Regions from separate parts of the Mus musculus genome. Here region 1 is linked to region 2. Evidence: chromatin contacts called from public promoter capture Hi-C data. All regions are on one chromosome and are shown on one strand. Each heading gives the region's core, a stretch centred on a gene start, on an enhancer-like site or on the middle of the called end of the contact. The rest is flanking DNA. Distances are from core to core; before and after follow the strand shown. Region 1 holds the start of Podn (podocan). Region 2 holds the start of Lrp8os2 (low density lipoprotein receptor-related protein 8, apolipoprotein e receptor, opposite strand 2).

The links. Promoter capture Hi-C pulls out the DNA fragments that hold promoters and counts their contacts.
Region 1: a promoter capture Hi-C map of stem cell-derived epiblast-like cells shows a contact between it and region 2, with 2.2 times the contacts expected there. The contact joins the promoter of Podn here to the promoter of Lrp8os2 in region 2. A contact is called at or near these places in 1 of 39 promoter capture datasets (stem cell-derived epiblast-like cells) and 2 of 9 other capture datasets (adipose tissue and liver).

The regions. Positions count from the first base shown.
Region 1 is chr4:108,030,247-108,033,449 of GRCm38.p6, reverse strand. Podn (podocan) reads left to right here and starts at 1,496. Exons shown (of 13, transcript NM_172874.4): 1 at 1,496-1,580.
Region 2 is chr4:107,821,067-107,824,292 of GRCm38.p6, reverse strand. Lrp8os2 (low density lipoprotein receptor-related protein 8, apolipoprotein e receptor, opposite strand 2) reads left to right here and starts at 1,271. Exons shown (of 2, transcript NR_151515.1): 1 at 1,271-1,359. The region is part of intron 2 of Lrp8 (low density lipoprotein receptor-related protein 8, apolipoprotein e receptor); the gene reads right to left.

The DNA of each region.
Region 1 (3,203 bases), core at 247-2,746, 210 kb before region 2:
ACCTCCCCCACAGGGCTGGCCAGGATGTTTAAGGACAGTGCCTGGCACTTCGTTGGCACTCAGCATGTGCTGATTTTTCTTGTTCTAGAAGATTTTTGGTTCATGGGTAAACCAGCCAATAGAATCCAGTTCTTTTAGCTCCACTTGAATCTAGGCTCTGTCCAGAAAACACAAGATGCATCTCTGTTGGGCCCTGTCCAATCTTGTGAATCATACCAACTTTCAAGTTTGAGCTCAGAGAAGATTGGAATTTGAGGCCAAAGAAGGCAAAATATTTCCCTTTCCCATTCGTGTTAAGTTCTTCAGTGATGGGTAATGGAAACAGATGGCTGTGGGTTCAAACACAGGCTCTATCCCTACCTACCTGCCTGTTTGCATCACAGACGACTTTTGCAATGGGTAGATGGGCCAGAACCCCAGCTCCGAATGATGATGTTAGTTACGCAGCCAAGCACAGGCCACATCCTTACTTATTAGATGGGGAAATAATCTTCCTTTGCAGGGCTGTAAGGACTAGAGACTAATGCATGGAGATATAAACTGACTGCCTGGCAGCACAGGAGGGAAAGGTCTGCAGCCACTTTAACCAGAGCCCTTTAGGGTCTCGGCAGTTTAGGTGGCCAAGTGGTTCCACATTTGATTTATTATCTTTATCCCTCTCCGAGAGCCAAGTAGGTCCTGCCCAAAGGCCACAGCACGTAGAAGACAGGTTTGTTTCACAGCAGAGGTGCCAAGTAGCACCCAAACCCAGTCTCACCCGCCTTTCCACCACGAAGCCCTTGGCGCCAAACAGTGTTGCTTCAGCTGCTAGTACTTAATGTGCCTGTGCTTGGAACCATTTTCAGCTCCTGGGAGCAATATGGAGTGCTCCCTGCTCAGTCCCTTGCTTTCTCCGCGACTAGAACCTGTGTGCTTGAAGACTCCGGTCCAGTTTAACTCTCCTTCAAGGTTCACCAAGTTGTGGGCCCAGGGCCAGTGGAGTGAGGGTGGATGGTGGGGAGGAGAAGGAGGAATTTTGACAGGAAGGGGTCCAGAAGGGTCTTGGCTGACGCAGCATTAGCCATGCTCCGGACCCTAGGGTGGGAGAGGGAACAGGGAAGGTACTTGTGCCCGGGAAGGTTGCAAACTCCTTGAGGAAGAAGCTGAGCGCGGAGGAACTGGAAGGAAGGAGCCCTCTCGGTTCTCCTCAGGTGCGGGGGGCCTGCCTGGGTGCGGTCCCAGCCCGCAGGCTGGCAGGCGGAGGTGGTGCGCTGGAGGCACCCGGTGTTGGGGGCGTGGTGCTGCGGCCGGCCGGGGCGGCGGCGCGAGCTCCCGGGAAGTGGGCCCCCCGCCAAGCCCGGCGCCGTGGGCTCGGCCCTCCCTCTCGGCGCCCAGCGGGACCCTGCGCCTGTGTCGGGAGAGGCCGGCGTCCGGCAGATGCACGCGGGGCGGGGGCCGGGGGAGAGGCGGGGAGAGAGAACCCACAACAAAACTTGGCTCGCTGCGCCCACGGCTCGACTTGAATGACAGGAGCCGGCGCCCGCGGAGCGCAGCGGACACCCGCGAGCCTGTTCCGCCCACGGCGCGGCGCGCAGCGGCAGGTAGGACGCGGGCAGCCGGTGAGCCGAGGGACCACGGGCCACCGGCTGCGCCCGGGCAGCTCTCTCTGACATCCCGCCGTGCTCCCACTGCCACAGCCGCGATAGGGGAGGATCGCCGTATCCCACCCTGTCGGGCGGACCCCGCGCAAGGGGCACGGTTAGGCACACCTCCATATGGGGTGGCGGCCCCCCTGCGGGATCCGGAGCAAGGGGCAGGGGACCCTTTTTTTACTCGATATTCAGTCCCTGCCTTCGGGCTCCTCCCGCTGCGCACATCTGGAAAGAATCTGCGAGCGGATGGGGAGGGGAGGTGGAGGCACACGGGCGGGTGACAGGGACTGTGGGGGCAGGTGGAACTGGGAAGGGGCCTGAACCTCTGCACCGAGAACTGGGACCCAGGGCATCCTGCGTCTTTTCACGTCAGTTTGTCGGGGGCTTCACCGAGTCCAACACCGACCTCTTTACATACAGAAACAAGCACAGAAAGGCAGATATCAGTCCCCAGGGAGCCAGGGCAGGTGAGGCGCACAGTCAAGCAGCGGAACTTGGTTTCGGCAGTTTAGGTGCAGTCTAACTAACACAGGGCACTGCACTCCGACCATTCCGTCTAGGCAGCTGCTTCCAGCGGAACACAGAAAGGGACAGGGCAAGGAGCACGGTCGTCCCCAGGTTGTGTGGGTCTCAGAACCACTATCAGCCTGGTGCAGGGTGGGGGTTGGGGTGGACCGGGATGGGTGAGTTGGAATAGCTGACCTGCAGTCAGGTGGAAGAAGGGGGTGGGGTCGGCTTGGGATTCCAGTGCTGGGGCCCCGGGTTGGGAGGCAGCTGCTGCTGAAGAAGGCGTGCAGGGAGGGCTGTCGCCCAGGCTAGGATGCAGGTGTGCAAGAGGTGGCAGGAGGATGAGCATTAGCAGCCTGCATGTCTGCTGGGGGAGGTGCAACCGCGCTCTGCCTGGCACGAAGAGGCACCTGGTCTGCTGGGCAGACCCCTGGGTAGGCCTTTCCTTCTCCACCTCTCCCTTTTGCCCTGGAAAAGCCCAAATGACCAGATCCCGGGCTCACAGGGCGAACACCACTGGGAAGGGCCCGGGCTGCTCTGGAAAAAGTCATCAATGACTGGTCTGGGGCTTCTGCCCCCTTCCGTACACTCTCGGAGCCCTTGGCCCAGTCTTCGGTGTGTAAGGTAAGAAGTGTCAGATGTCAGAGTCAATGACCTGTGCACCATGAGAGCTACTCTTTGTCCCTTCCGTCTGAATCCTGGGTAGGAGGTGGCACCTGTAGGCTTGTTGGAGCCATACAAAGAGTGTTGATCATGACTTATTGGAACCCTGACGACCCTCTATCACTAACGTCCTGCCATGGTGGTTGATGCCCTCGGCAAGCTGTGCTTTCACAGCCAATTTCTATTCCCCGTTTACATGCTTCAACACACCTGCCTCTTTCCTGCCACTACTCCACACCTTGTCCATGGTTTCCACCCGCTTTGTTCACTTGGGGGAACTCCTACTCAGCCTTCAAGAGCAGCTTGGGGCTATGAGCAGAAGATAACCATTAGTCCTAGTCTTAACTTTAATTGATTAATTAATTAATCTATTTATTTATTTACTTATTGTGTGTGTGTGTG
Region 2 (3,226 bases), core at 22-2,521:
GAACGGCCTGATTCTGCTCCCCTAGAACACATATTAAAAAAACAAGCCACGTATAACCCTAGGAGGGTAAGGGAAGACAATAGAACCCAAGAGCTTACTGGCCAGCCAGCCTAGCCAAATGTATTTAACATTCAATGATAGACCCTGTGTAAGCACAGTATGCATGTATGTATGTATGTATGTATGTATGTATGTATCTATAATCCATCCATTTATCCATCCATCCATCTATCTTTCTATCTATCTCAGAATCAAAAAGGAGCCACAGAACCACAGATTCAACTCTCCATGTTCCAAAATAAACATTTTAGAGTCTCAAAACCCCAAGCTAGACTGCTCAGGCCCTCTGGGTCAGAACGTGGGACACTCGGCCATCAAAGACTCTCACAAGCAAGCTGCAGAAGCCCAGAAACTCTCGTCATGGGATCTAACCCAGGTGCCAGGAGCAGTAGGCATGGCCACCCCTCCCCCACCGCAGGCCCAGGAATCCCGTTCCCACCGCTGACATATGGCCAGTCTGCGCAGGCAAGAGGCTGAAAGCTGTCCCTTCTGAACAGGGAGGGAAGTAAGTTCTCAACGGGAGACCCCCGCTTTGTACAAATGGATTCTTCACCCTCCTTGTTCTTTGGCTCTGGTCAGAAAGATTCCCAGGGCAGTGGCAAGAAGCCAAGCGCTGCCACGAAATGACTTTAACCAGCAGACAGGCTGGTAATAGGTTTCGGTGGGAAAAAGGCAGGAGCGGGGTGATTCATTCCAACTTGCTATGTGATAAAGAAAATTAAGGCATAATACTGCGGAGGCAGTGCCCCTGTTAACCTGTGCGGAATACCAATTACTCCAAGCTTCTCAAAATCGCTAGAAATAAAAAGAAAACCCCAGAAGAGTGTGATTGTGGCCCAAGGCTCATCTGGATTAGGGCTGTTTGTTTGCCCTGGCACCCTAATGATGAGAGGGAGGGAAAATTCCCCGTTACCTTGGAGACAGCGATGCCAAAGCGGGGGTGGGAGAGGAGAGGCAAGCCCACGTGCAGCCACTGATCTGCTTGGCAAGTGCTTAGGGTAGAGGGATCCCCAGGTTCACTCAGGGAGGGCTGGGTGCAGAGGCTGCTAGGCCTCCCCTTGTCCTTCCCTCTACGGCACCTTCAGTGCTAGGTGTAGCATACGGGAGGGGCTGCAGAGAGAACATCTGGTGTATTGCATGGATGCATCACCTGTCAATTTAAAAACCTATGGCCTATAGGAAAGGGTAGAAGAGAAGGTGGGACATCCGGGAGGCAGAAAGAATTCTGGGATAGAGCCAGGCACGGGAAGATTCACAGGGGAAGATGTGACGAGGGGGACACTTGGTGCCTGAGCCCAGGTAAGCAGCCATGTGGCAGAATGGATTATTACAGTTATGATCTAGTCAGAGAAGAGCCTAGCTATATGGCCAATTTATACTTTGAGTCTGGATCTTATTTCTGAGAGCACGGGGCTGGGAGGAAGAACCAGACCTAACTCACACAAGGACCAGTTTCACTCATCCTACTCGTAGGAGAGTCTCAGGTCTGTACTGCTGGAAGCCAAGAGAATCAGGAGCAGAAGGGGGGTGCTTACTGTGTGCCAGGCACCTGCCAGGTACTGGTGAACTCTGAAGTTAGGGAAGACTTCTGGGGGAGGGGGAGGGGGGAGGGGAAGCGGCGGGGGCAGCCTCCCTGCTCACAGGCCTCTGGACCACATCTCACAACTCTCGCTCCTTATACAAGCTAAAGATACCAACTGCCTTGAGCCAGCCTGCTCCCCAGTAAACCACCCCTCTATGGCTTGCATGGAGGTGAAGCCACCTATCATGCAATCATTGCTTGCACTACAGAACAAATTCACTCCCCTCCAAGTAGCCAGTTCCTCTGGGCATGGACGTTTGGGAGAGTCTCGTCTACTGCCTGCTGTGGTCTTCCTCCTGCCAGGAGCAGGTTAGAGGTCCCAGAGCTTAAATCCTGCCTCTGCCCCTATGTGACCTCATGCAGGCTACTTGCCTGGTATATATAATGTACTCTTAGATGAGGAATGTGAGACTTGGCCCTGACCATGGAGTGATGGCCACCACACTGCTCCTTAAGGTATACAAAGCCTATTACATATAGATCCTCGCTTGACTTGGTGCTGAGAAATGAACCTAAGGCCTCACGCATGCTCTAAAACTGAACGACACTATCTATCTATCATCTATCCATTTATTTTGGAGACAGGGTAGTAGATCACTCTGTCGCTCAGGCTGGCCTTAAGCTCACTGTGTAGCCAAGGACGGTCATGAACTTCTGACCCTCCTCCTACTTTTGCTATCATGCCTGATATCATGCAGTGCTAGGGATTGAACCCTGGGCCTCGCGCATGCTAGGTTAGCACTCTTCTAACGAGCAACCTGTCCAGTCATTACTTAGTTCTTACAGCTCTCCTGAAGTTCAGAGAGGGACAAGATGGCCTACATCACACAACGAATGAGTAGACCTACTAGGTCCAGTGCTCTCCAGCAGCTCAGGGTACTTCCTCTAAGGAAGGGGCTACAGTGGGAATTCAGAGCTTGATCCTGGTCAGTCCTGTGAAATAAAGAGGAGTACTCTTTCAAGAGCCTCTCTGAGCCACCGTGAAACTCTAACAGCATAAAAGATGCCTAAGGCATAAATTACCGGACAGGGCAATAGCCTGGGGGAACAGATAAAACCACTACAGGGAGTCCAGAGACTGGGCTCCAGTCCTGTCCCTCCATCCTGGCTCTGTGCTTGGATCGGCCTGGGTTTCCCCATCTGTCAAACACAGCACAAGGATTCCTGCCTCCTTCCCAATGCCAGTGCATACCTGCCAAACCTAGCTCCATCTTGCCTTCTGCCCAGACAGTCTGTGATCACTACCTCTGCCAGGAAGGCTCAAGAGGCCGCTGGGCACACAGCCCAGCCTGTCTCATGTTGCTCTCCAGCCAGGCCTGGACCTAGACCACACACAGGGAAGTATGTTGAAATAGACATGGAGGTCCTCGGGCATGGCAGTGCACACACATGCAGATGAGCATGCATGCGCAGAGATACACTCAGCCGCTTATACTCGCATGTGTGCCCCACACACACCAAGCCACACTGTGTACACACTGCAGCACACGGGCTGCATACCCACACACGCACAGGTGGCTTCCTGTGATGCTCACACACTACAGACAAATATGCAGAGATTTGCCTGCCTCTCCTGTGACAGCC